Linked DNA regions of Mus musculus: regions 1, 3 and 4 are each linked to region 2. Evidence: chromatin contacts called from public Hi-C data. All regions are on one chromosome and are shown on one strand. Each heading gives the region's core, a stretch centred on a gene start, on an enhancer-like site or on the middle of the called end of the contact. The rest is flanking DNA. Distances are from core to core; before and after follow the strand shown. Region 1 has its middle 110 kb from the start of Gm32590. Region 2 overlaps Pard3 (par-3 family cell polarity regulator). Region 3 has its middle 220 kb from the start of Gm32590. Region 4 has its middle 31 kb from the start of Gm32590.

Evidence for each region. Hi-C and Micro-C count contacts between places; a contact is called where the count stands out from the background.
Region 1: a contact with region 2 is called in a Hi-C map of cortical neurons, with 3 times the contacts expected there. The contact joins two enhancer-like sites. A contact is called at or near these places in 4 of 484 Hi-C or Micro-C datasets (cardiomyocytes, cerebral cortex, cortical neurons and 1 more) and 1 of 115 datasets of contacts at active chromatin or transcription factors (cardiomyocytes).
Region 3: a contact with region 2 is called in a Hi-C map of cortical neurons, with 5 times the contacts expected there. The contact joins two enhancer-like sites. A contact is called at or near these places in 6 of 484 Hi-C or Micro-C datasets (cerebral cortex, cortical neurons, differentiating embryonic stem cells and 1 more).
Region 4: a contact with region 2 is called in a Hi-C map of cortical neurons, with 2.8 times the contacts expected there. The contact joins two enhancer-like sites. A contact is called at or near these places in 2 of 484 Hi-C or Micro-C datasets (cortical neurons and nephron progenitors), 1 of 115 datasets of contacts at active chromatin or transcription factors (embryonic basal ganglia) and 1 of 9 other capture datasets (embryonic stem cells).

Annotation. Positions count from the first base shown.
Region 1 is chr8:127,914,370-127,917,069 of GRCm38.p6, reverse strand. No RefSeq gene overlaps it. Among named protein-coding and RNA genes, the nearest start is that of Gm32590, 110 kb to the right of the region's middle. Within about 2 kb of position 1,364, at least 20 of the 459 cell types and tissues checked have an H3K27ac peak or open chromatin away from gene starts, as enhancers often do. A contact at or near this core is called in cortical neurons, where this site is marked.
Region 2 is chr8:127,189,288-127,191,987 of GRCm38.p6, reverse strand. The region is part of intron 2 of Pard3 (par-3 family cell polarity regulator); the gene reads right to left. Among named protein-coding and RNA genes, the nearest start is that of Pard3, 130 kb to the right of the region's middle. Within about 2 kb of position 1,432, at least 8 of the 459 cell types and tissues checked have an H3K27ac peak or open chromatin away from gene starts, as enhancers often do. A contact at or near this core is called in cortical neurons, where this site is marked.
Region 3 is chr8:128,024,551-128,027,272 of GRCm38.p6, reverse strand. No RefSeq gene overlaps it. Among named protein-coding and RNA genes, the nearest start is that of Gm32590, 220 kb to the right of the region's middle. Within about 2 kb of position 1,467, at least 128 of the 459 cell types and tissues checked have an H3K27ac peak or open chromatin away from gene starts, as enhancers often do. A contact at or near this core is called in cortical neurons, where this site is marked.
Region 4 is chr8:127,773,436-127,776,200 of GRCm38.p6, reverse strand. No RefSeq gene overlaps it. Among named protein-coding and RNA genes, the nearest start is that of Gm32590, 31 kb to the left of the region's middle. Within about 2 kb of position 1,385, at least 26 of the 459 cell types and tissues checked have an H3K27ac peak or open chromatin away from gene starts, as enhancers often do. A contact at or near this core is called in cortical neurons, where this site is marked.

The DNA.
Region 1 (2,700 bases), core at 115-2,614, 730 kb before region 2:
GAGTATGTCACTTAGGAGAGTTATAGCAATGCAAGGGACACTCTACTCTAAGATGCTAACTAGCAGCACTCTTAGCCCTTTGGTGGGTAGAAACTAAAGGTCTGTTCATTTACCTAATAGTCACCATAGAAAGGTTTGTGTGTACAAAGGAGCAATAAACGTCTATCAAGGGGTTAAAAATGCTTCAAGGTCATTTGAATCTAGACTAGCAAAATTCCAACTTCTCCACATTACTGAAGTTTGAGTCAGTCAATCAACCTTTACAGACACAGCCTCTTTGCAAGAGCTCTTGTGTCCATAAACAAGAGGGGACTTGAACTCCTGGTCCTCTTATATATCTACCTCTTGAATGCTGAGGGCACAAATGCCACACCCAGTTCATGCCCTACTGGGGTTGAACTCCAAGCTTCATGCATGCTAGACAAACATTCAACCAAGTTACGCCCCCAGCCCAGCTTTAGTTTTTTTTTTATTAACATATATCAGCTGAATTTACTGTAGTTGTTTCATACAATTACAAGACTCTGATCAAATCTAATCACACTGTCTATACTTCTCTCAAAACACAATCATTTCTAGTCAATCACTATTTTACCTGTCATTCATCTATGTTTCTTCCTTCCTTCCTTCCGTCCTTCCTTCCTTCCTTCCTTCCTTCCTTCCTTCCTTCCTTCCTTCCTTCCCTCTCTCCTTTCCCCTTCCACATAGGGAGAGAATACATAATACTTGTTCTGTGTGTCCTGCTGGAATAGCTGCAGAATCTAAGGTGTCCCTAGTGAAATGCCCTGGTTGCAGTATTTTCCTAATAATAAAATGTACCTGGAACACATGGCTAGCAATAGAAATGAAGAAAATTTGTTTATAATTTTTTTAAAAAGCACCCCCCTAGGTAGAGGGAGACTAGTGAGCTGACAAGACAGCCATTCCAAAGCTCAGTGCTACTGATCTTTAAAGGTTTTACACAGCAACCATATCTCCTGCATTCTTTGTCCCAGGTTCTGTTTATTACATTGTAGCCCAGGTCATATGGGGTTTCCAGTTTCCCTCTGCCAGCTAGCTTCTCTCATACATTAATCCTGCTGTGCCTCCCCCACGTCTCTCCCTCCCTCTCCCTCTCCCACTCTGTCTCTCTCCTGCCACAGTGTTTATTCTGATCCTAGACCAGTTCCATGTATTTCATTGCAGATGACAGGGTCTCTGTATTCTTTACATGCCACATTCTCTTTTGTTGTCTGTTGATGGATATCTACTCTGGTTTCACATCTTGGCTCTTCTGAGTAGTGCCAGCAATAAACAGGAATGTGCAGCGTGACTTAGATTCTTTTCTGGAGTGCTATAGCTAGATCATATGGGAGTTTTATTTTTAGTCTTAGAGGAATCTCCATAATGATTTCACAGTGACTGTACCAATTTACATTCCTACCAGCAGTATAAGCCCATCAGCATTTGCTAGTTGACATTGTGTGTGTGTGTGTGTGTGTGTGTGTGTGTGTGTGTGTGTGTGTGTGTTAGTGCACATTCATATGCACTAAAGTATGCACAGGTGCTGTGGGACAACCCAGAGGCTGACAACGGGTGTCATTCCTCAGTTCTTTATCTTGTTTATTGAGACAGGGTCTCTCACTGTCCTAGTGCACAGTCAGTAGGCTAAGCTGGCTAAATGACGAGCCTAGGGACCCATTACCTCCCCATCCCTTAAGCTCTGGGGTTACTCGCATGCAACCATGTTTAAATTTTTTCCTTTTTAAAAAATATAAATTCTGGGTGTGGAATTCAGGTCTGCACATTGACAAGGCAAGTGCTTTCCTGCCTGTGCTATCTCCCCACCATAGTCTTTGATTTTTTTTATAACAGAGACTCTTACTGGGATCAGATGGTACCAGCACACACCGGCTGGGAATGCCTCTCAGATACTGCTTCTCAGCTCATGTAACTCTTGAGCCAGTGCTTACCATCAGCTTTCTCTGGTGCTGTGAGCACCGTGTTCACAGCCACTCAGCACAGTCCACTGTGGTGGGAGCTTTGGTAAAAAGCATGTGATCATTCTTGTTATCTTGCTTATGAAAATATTTGCACACCAGGTTTTACTTTATTAATATGTAGGTTTTGTTGTATCAGGAGAGAATTACTTGTGGGAACTAAAGTATGTCTTTTCATAACCTTAAAAAACACTGGGTTTAGGATTCACTTTCTCTATCAGGAAGCAGGACAGATAAAATTCCTCCAGTGTGAGAAGTGATGATGACCAGGCCCTCGGGATCTCACTGCTGGCATGGTCAGTTATGTTGATATCCTTGTCTGGCCAGGGCAAAGAAGGGCACTTTGGACATCTTGCTGTTCCTACTCGCCCATCACCACCATCTCCTTCTTAGAGAAGAAAGTAGCTAAAAGTTCTCTTAAGGTGATGTGGAAAGACAAAATCAAAAGGAACACAAAGCTACTCATATCACCCTAAATTAGACTTTTAAATATGCTATTGATATCAGAGAAATCTTATCTCAGTTTTCTCCTGGAATATGGCAAGGAAGTCATTAATCATTTGATGTTAAATTTATACAGATTGCTGAATAAATGACAAGGGCTAAGACCACAGGCAGTGAAGCAAAGGCAAAAGGAGAAGAGCAGGAAGAAAAGGGGTCATTTCCTCAGCAGGCTACTGGAAGCACGAAGCCAGTAGTCATGTTTATTTCAAGCCTCGCT
Region 2 (2,700 bases), core at 183-2,682:
ACATATCTTTTATTTGAATTCCTTTCTCATTCTTTTCTAAGGCAAAGATGAAGCCAGCTATGCACAGGCTTTTTCTTGGCTAACTCTTCCTATCTTGACATCTTGAAACAAGTCAAAGGGTGGATTTTAAAACGAAGTAAAAAAAAAAAAAAAAAACCATCACTATCAAAGGCCTGACACGCATTTTGAAGTTGTACAATGACAGTACCCACTAGCATTAAGGCTCGTTCCACCCACAAGTGTCATTCTTGATTGCAAGTGGCCCTGTGTGTGAAGCCTTACCCCAGAGCCCTGCCACGGGAATGCTGGGAATTTTCCATATCGTGTGTTTGAATTCACTGTGCTGCTTTGCCACTGGGTTTTAGGTGTTCAGTAATAATGTGCTTTGTTCTCAAAAGTGTCCCTCACACCTGCCAACTGAGAAACAAGGAGGCTCTCACAGAATGATGTGTTGTTGCGCTGCCCTCTAGTGGTAACTCAAAGCAGAGCAGAAAGGGGGGAGGACCAGGAGAAAAGGCTAAACAGAATGGGGGGAAATGATGAAGAGATCACCTCTAAAGATTTAGTAGTACCCTGTTATTCGATTGGTATAAAACAACTCTGCTGGCATGTCACTACAGACCTGTCTACTCACTTTCAAAACCTCCACGTAAGAAAAATCCAGAGTAAAATCAGCAAGCACACACGTGTATAAACATATACACAAATTAATTGCAGCTTTAAGAAAAGAGAACACTAGCAAGGGCAGGTCTACAGAACGTAACATTTGTTAAGGTGATGAGGACAGAGTGATGCTTCCTAAGACACAGTGGAGGGTGGGCAGGGAGAGAGTGGACCCTCTAGCTAGGATGTGTGCTCTAAGATGCAGCCATATTCACACAACAGTGGCACAAACTCCCACCTTGAGAGGCTGAGTAGGAAGATCACGAGTTCAAGGCCAGCCTGGGCTCCAACACAGCACATCTCAGGCCAAAGTGGGAAAAACAGCGAGAGCCTGTCTGCAAAAAGAGGAGGTGGTACAGCAGCCATTTCTCCAGGATTCAGAGCACGTAAAGAAATATCTAAATTTTCTGAAATAAATAAAACTTAACAAGCCTGAGTTGCTTTTGGAGGTTACACATCAAAAATCAAAATTAACCCATAGGTTCACACTGGCAAGATTTCCTTCGTAAAAGTCAAATCAAGTCTGTAGGGGAGGAACCAAGTAGGGTAGGTATCAAGGGGCTTTCGAAGCAGTCTCTTCTAGTCAGAACAGGCAGGCAGCGGGAACCTGGGTTCTCCAAAGACGCCTCACAATGCTGTTTGAACACTTACAGAAACCTCTATGACAACATCTTAAAATAAAATCTATCTTCACAAAACAGACCAGCTCCGTCCCGAAAGTATGCAGACGTGGGTCACTTATCATCCAGCAATAGCCTTCAACTACAGGCATACAGCGACCTCTTCTGGATCATGAAGGAAATGCCCCAACAGCAAAACAAAGGACTTCCATCTCCAGGTAAACCACAAAACTGCCCAGCCACTTCCCTCCGGGCAACAGCCACAAAATCATGTGTGAAGCTGAGCTCTAAGGATGTTTATCTTTGATTCAGAAATCAGTTATGAACCATCCAAAGACATCCTTTCCCTTGTTACCATATACATGCTTTATAAAGGTTTCTTTCACAGTTCTGAGCAGCAGGAAAGATGCATGACTTGAGTCATTTTGAAGACTGTTTATAACCACACCTAGGATCGGAACACCATTAGCATAATATCTCAGATTCTCTCTGCTCTGGAATTCTTATCTTTGGAACTAAAAATGGCCAGGCCTGAAGATAGATGAAGATTCTGCCAGAAGCATGCCTCCGGAATGGGTGTGTGTTATGAGTGCCACTCCTTTAACAAAACACAGAAAACACACACACTAGAAACCTTGTTCCTAATAGAGTAGAAAAGGGACCACACCTGAGGCAGTGAAAACCACATTCAAGCTTCCCTCACCCTGACCACTCAAAAAAGGAGCGCTGCTATGGGGGATTTTAAGGACATAAATAATAATGCATCAAGCACATGGTTTGCCTCCAATGGGCATCACATACCACATATATAAACAAAAGACAACAGGCTGTGATATTCCCTCCACAAACACTCTCACAATTCTCTTTAAGGAGCAGACGTACATTCTAACAATCCTCTTGTATAGAAATCACACACAAGCAAGCAGGTGCCAGCAGGTGTTGAGGATCCCAGGGAACTGAGCAAACCTGTTCATTTCAAGATGCAGAGACTACAGGCAAAGTGCTACACAGGCTGAACACAAGGATCCTCAAAAGATCTTCTACAAGGCCTCTGTGCTCTGGGAAGATAGAAGTTAACATAATATGGACCTTTAAAGGGGTATCTGAGGCCAGACATGGTGGTTCACGCCTGTAAATCTACCATTCGGGTGACTGAGGCAGTGGGATGGCTAGTTCAAGGCCAGTCTTGGATGTATAGACAAACCATGCCTCAAAGAAAAAAAGATCAGGAAAATGGCATTCCTATAAAGGACAATTTGACAACATCTGTCACTCTATATAACGCACCATTTCCCTTGCTAGTTAGGGAATTGTGAGATACGTTTAATACAGCACTGTTTTTAATTAAAAGAAAAAGAAGGGAATGTGATATATTTAATAAACATAAAACAGTTTCCTGATTATAAAGAGAGGCTGA
Region 3 (2,722 bases), core at 218-2,717, 840 kb before region 2:
GAGAAACTCACTAAAGCAGCATGTAACCTCTGCACATCTTCTGTGTATTTAAATCTCAAAGTGACTGAGAGCAGCCAATTTAGCATGCATGCCTTGTTTCCATACTGCTGTATTGCTTATGCAATCAGCAAAGGAATATAATTCAGGACAGACACGATTGTTTCTTCAAATATTCTTAGCCTAGCTTGATTGGTTCCACAGAAGGGAACACAAGTCTATGAAGGGCAGGCTGGACTCACAGTGATATGGAATAGCGGCCATTTACTGAGAAATTATCAGATCAGGATTATGTGAGTAAGATGCCAGGTACTGTGAATATATTTTGAAGTAGATTTTTTTAAAATTCAAAATAAGATAAGGTAACCTTGACCAAATAAAATTAATATCCTATACCATTCATTCATTCATTTATTTAATTCAGTTTTTGAGATAGGCTGTCACTGTGTAGCCCAGGCTAACTTGGAACTTATTTTTGAAAACTCATTTTGATGTGTATGTATATATGTATGCATGCATCATGTGTGTATGTATATATGTATGTATGTATGTATGTATGTGTATATCTGTGTTTGTATATACCCAAGTAAATGTGTCTGTGTACCTGTGTGTGCACATATGTAAAGGCCAGAGGTCAACATCAGGTAAAGTTCTTAAGTACTCTTTATTGTTTAATTTTTATCTTATGTGTATGTGTGTGTGTGTGTCTTCAAGTCTGTACATGAAACACATGATGTGTATAGGGATCCTTAGAGACCAGTATTGAGTATCAGATCCCATGGAACTGGTGTTATAGATGGTTGTGAGCCATCTGATGTGAGTGCAAGTAATAGCAGGTTCTCCGCAAGAGCAGCAAGCTCTCTTGACAGCAGAGACATTGCTTCAGCTCTTTGACCATCTATCTATCTATCTATCTATCTATCTATCTATCTATCTATCTATCTATTTCTTTATCTATGCATCATCTAAACCTAGAGCTTTCCAATTGGCTAGACCAGACATTTTCCTTCCTTAGTGAGACCTCTCTGGAAATATCCTCACAGACAAAGAGGAGCCCCAAGGACCCTCCTGTCCCAGTCCTGGGATTATGATAATGCTGGCCTCTGCCCTTATATCTTCCTCTTCCTCCTTTCCATCGCCTCCTATTCCTCTTCCTCCTGCTCCTTTTATTTTTATTTAATGTGGACACAAGGTTCTCATGCTTTCATAACACTCATTTTATCTCCTCAGCTCTGGCCTTAAACCCTTGGTCTTTCTCTGCATCACTGTGAAAATTGTCCCTGGATTATAAAACAATACCAAAGATCTCTTTTTCCTTCTGAGTGTGGACGGCCATAGGTCCTTCTGTACAGCAAGGGTCACAGTCTTCTAGATATAAGTCATTTTGGGTGCCTGGGCTGTGCATGAGGCAATGTCTTCCCTCCGTCCCCAAAGGTCTATGTGTGCAACCCTGTTGGAGAACTTTCACAAACATTTAACCCTGACCTTTACAGATCCACATTAAACAAACTGCTGTGCCCAGCCTTCTTTCTTGCTATTGTTGCCAGAGTCTGAGGTTTCCTCTGGAATCTAATGGAGTCTCACTCATTTCCTGTCCGGGGAGCTTTGGCATCCAGGGTGCAGACCCCTGGAGGCTGTAGAAGCTCTCAGCCCAGGGTCTGCTCTTCTTCTGGGTCTTTTACCCTATGTCAAGATCTCAGGCCCCTCCTGCCCAGTGACCCGAGTCACAAGAACCAATGTCTCTGGTTGGTGGCCATCTGGCCCTGTACCAGCCCTATGGATGGTTTGGCTTCCATTCCTCTCCAGTCCCCACACCCCTCCCTTCTCTGTGGCCCAGGAGGAAACATTTAGCTCCCAGCTGCTTGCAGCCTGGACTGGCTCTTCCAGCCCCTGCTCCGTGTTCTGGGTTCACTTGGAATGGCTCTGCTTTCCATTCCCAGGCCCTGTCCATGTGTTCTGTTTAAGACGGTGGCCCGCTGCCACGTTCTCTTTTGCTACATTTGAAATTATTTTAATTTGAAGTTGATGCAGTGCAGCTAATTCATTTCATTCTGCCAGCCACACAGTGTTCTCTCTCTCTCTCTCTCTCTCTCTCTCTCTCTCTCTCTCTGTGTGTGTGTGTGTGTGTGTGTATGTGTGTGTATCTCTGTGTGTTTATGTCTCTCTGTGTGTGTCTGTGTGTTGAAAGGAAAATTCCTTTCACATGGCCTTTGTCCCCAGAAATCTGAATATCTCTTTGTCTTGGCACTTCTCCCAGTAACACCATTTCATGCCCTTTTCTTTTGGCCTATTCTTAGGATATCAGGGTGGGGGCAGGGGAGTCTGGGTCTCTTATAATTCTGTTTCTCACATTGGCTACAAGAAGAAGGACCAGCCGCCCCCCCCCCCGCCCCCCCCCCCTGCCTTGGGCAGTCCATCCAGTCTTCCCTGGTAAGCACTCAGCTTTCCTTAGTCCCTTCTTCTGCTCCTTTTAGCCACTTTCCCCTAACTATAGGCAGCTGAGATCCCTGGAGAGCAAGCATCTCACCTTCAGGGTCAGCTCTTTGCAATGTGAGGTAGGGGGATAGAATTAGTTAACTCAGCAAGCATGCTGGCTTATGGGTATTCGTCATTCTGCATCATAGTCATTTTAGACACTAACCCTATCATTTTAATGTTTTGTTATTAAAAACTGTAATATTTTAACCCAGGAGAGTTAGTTATTTGAGAACTTTTATCCAAGATA
Region 4 (2,765 bases), core at 136-2,635, 580 kb before region 2:
GCCATAATGAATGCTTTGTATGCTAATTTAAAAATAGATTTTAAATTAAAAAAGAGAGAGAGATGTCAAGAGCATGTATCCATGAAGACATATCTATGACATAATGTGTCGAGTTCACATTTGTAATTAAAACTTTAAGAAGAATTAATAGCAGGAACATGGAGGGGAGAGCCTGCACACAGCAGGCACGCGACAAAGCCGGTTTCCATCCTCGCATCTGACAGACACATCTCCCACAGGCACAAGAACAGCTGTGTAACACAGTCTCCTTGTCTCTTCCAGAATAAACCATAGGCACCCCCAAATAGCAGCGTGGACTTTGTCCCCCGCTCTGAGGCAGACTCTGACTGGGATTCCACTCTTCCTCCTTCCTCTATGCAATCCAGAAGATATTTGCAATTTTCCTTGTCCTTTTCTTCTCTCTCTTTGGTTTTGTTTTTAAATAACAACAGCTGTGCCCTGATTTCACTTCCTTTTATTCTTACAAAGCGGCTGGGATGTGGGGTGGGCTGGAAGATTCCTCTTCATCCCATTGATCAAAGATTCCTTTCTCAAAGCTGGTTCTCTCCCTCCTGTGGATTAACAAAATCCCCGCTTTCTTTCAAGTGCTGGAAGTATCTCTTCTCTTCCTTCAACTCTGTAAAGACAACTGAGGAAGTAGTTCTGTGTGGAGAGAGACCTACAGGAGGGCTTCACCCCAAAGGCCACAGGATACCACTTTAGCCAGCCAGCTCCTGTACAACCTAGAGTCTCAATTTTACCCCTCCTGCCTCCTCACTGGAGAGTTAGAACTTGCACCCCAAAACAGGCAGTGCCCCCACCTTGTGTGTGTGTGAAGGAATGGCATGGAAGGACAATCTCCTGTGGGGGTACAACTTCATCCATCTCATCCTTTAACACGGGTGTGCCCTTGCACACCCATCATGACCTTTAACATAGGTCATGACCTTGCACATACATCAAGTTCTTTAGTCCAGGGTGGCCTTTTGCCTTTTTTTTTTTTTTCCTGTCAACCTCAAACTGGTTTGTCTTCAGTAAGACATTTTCATTGTGTAACAGTACATTTTATTGGTAATCTATGACTTTCTATGATTAGAAGTTTTAATAAGGAGTAATGTTGGAAAATGCAAGTGCCAGTCGGCGGCCATCTTTTCAACACTGCACATACTTGTTATGCACCCAAGTTTTGGCTTCCTAATCATGTTCTAATTGGCTACATTGTTCTCCCTCTGGCTAAGTCTCACTCTGAGAACAGTCATTCTAATTCACAAGGAATCCAGTAAATAAATAGTGAGTATTTGCAGAACCGAAGCATCACACCAGTCCTTCAGAAGGGAGAGCTCAGCTCAGAAATCTGTTGCCTAGCAACACAACTAACTTTCTCTCCATTTTCCAAACCAGTTCCCAGCCTCCTGTTGGTTTGTCAAGATTCCAAAGTAAAACTCCGCTCTCCACCCCCCGCCCCGCCCTGCCTTTTAAATTAGAAATGATATGTATGGGTGTGTGTGTGTGTGTGCGTGTGCGTGTGTGTGTGTGTGTGCGCGCACGTGTGTGTGTGTTTGTGTGGGGTTGGGGAGGGAGAAATTTTCAAGGAGTTGACTTTAACCACTGGTCCCTATTTCTCTGAATTTTATACTAATATCCACTCCCTGGCTCTCACTTGATTCCAAATAGTTTTCCTTCCCTGAAGAAAACTACTTTTATCTTCCAATTAAGCACCATATCTAAGAACAATTTTCATTTCTCTCCTGAAAGGACTCAAATCCCACATGGGAGTTTAATAGATTTTAATTACTAATGACAACACCAGACAGGAAAATGGAACCGGATACATTGCAGCAGGTTTCATGCCATTTAATTAAAATTTCCAGCACTTATACAAACATCTTTGTTTACGGACCCATGCTCAAAAAATTGTAAACCACAGTAGCAAAGGCTATAATGCTGGTTTTGGGTTGTTTTGCTCTGACTTGTATCCCACAGCAGACTTCCCCAGGGAATGTCACTTTAGCTCTTCATTCTGCAAAGAAATTGAAAGGAAAAATAAAACAAAATTTTCCATGGGTTCTTTCTCCTTTGACTCTTATTCAGTTCCATTATCAAGGTGATCAGCCTTAGCCCCCAGTTTCAAGGGCAGTAAAACCAAGCAAACATCACTCCTCTCTCTTCCAGCAGGGCAACCCCGTGGGTCTTTGCAGAACACTGCCATTCAGACACAAGGAGGCTCCAAACATGTCATGAGAAGGCCCCTAGTGCACTGTTATCTTGATGCCTTTTCTTGCCATTCAAAGTCTTTGAAAACTTTTCCAGACCAAAGGCATCTTTTTGTATTTCATGACACACACCATTGTTTAAATGCCAGCATGACCCACGTCATCCATGTAAATCAGTCCAAGGGTCTTAATTTGAGCCCTGTCTCCTCTTGGTTAACTATCCCTTGGTATATGTTTCCATGTACATTCCCAAATTATGGGGCTGCATTAGGTGAAATAGACTTCTTAGACACAGAATATTCTTTGTATATCTATGTCACTGAGAAATTCCTAGGAGGTGAGTCCTCTTGGATCAGAGACAGTGCACGTTTATTAAAGTCTTCCAGACCAGGAGCCTTGTCTCTAACTCCCACCTGGAACTCTTCAGAGCCGTGAGCTTTGCTTTTAGATGTTGAAAATTGAGCTTCAGCATCTTATGTCATAAACACCATGAAGGGAGTCAATGTAAAGGCATGAATAAATTAACTTCAACCAGCAAATGCTCACTTCAGA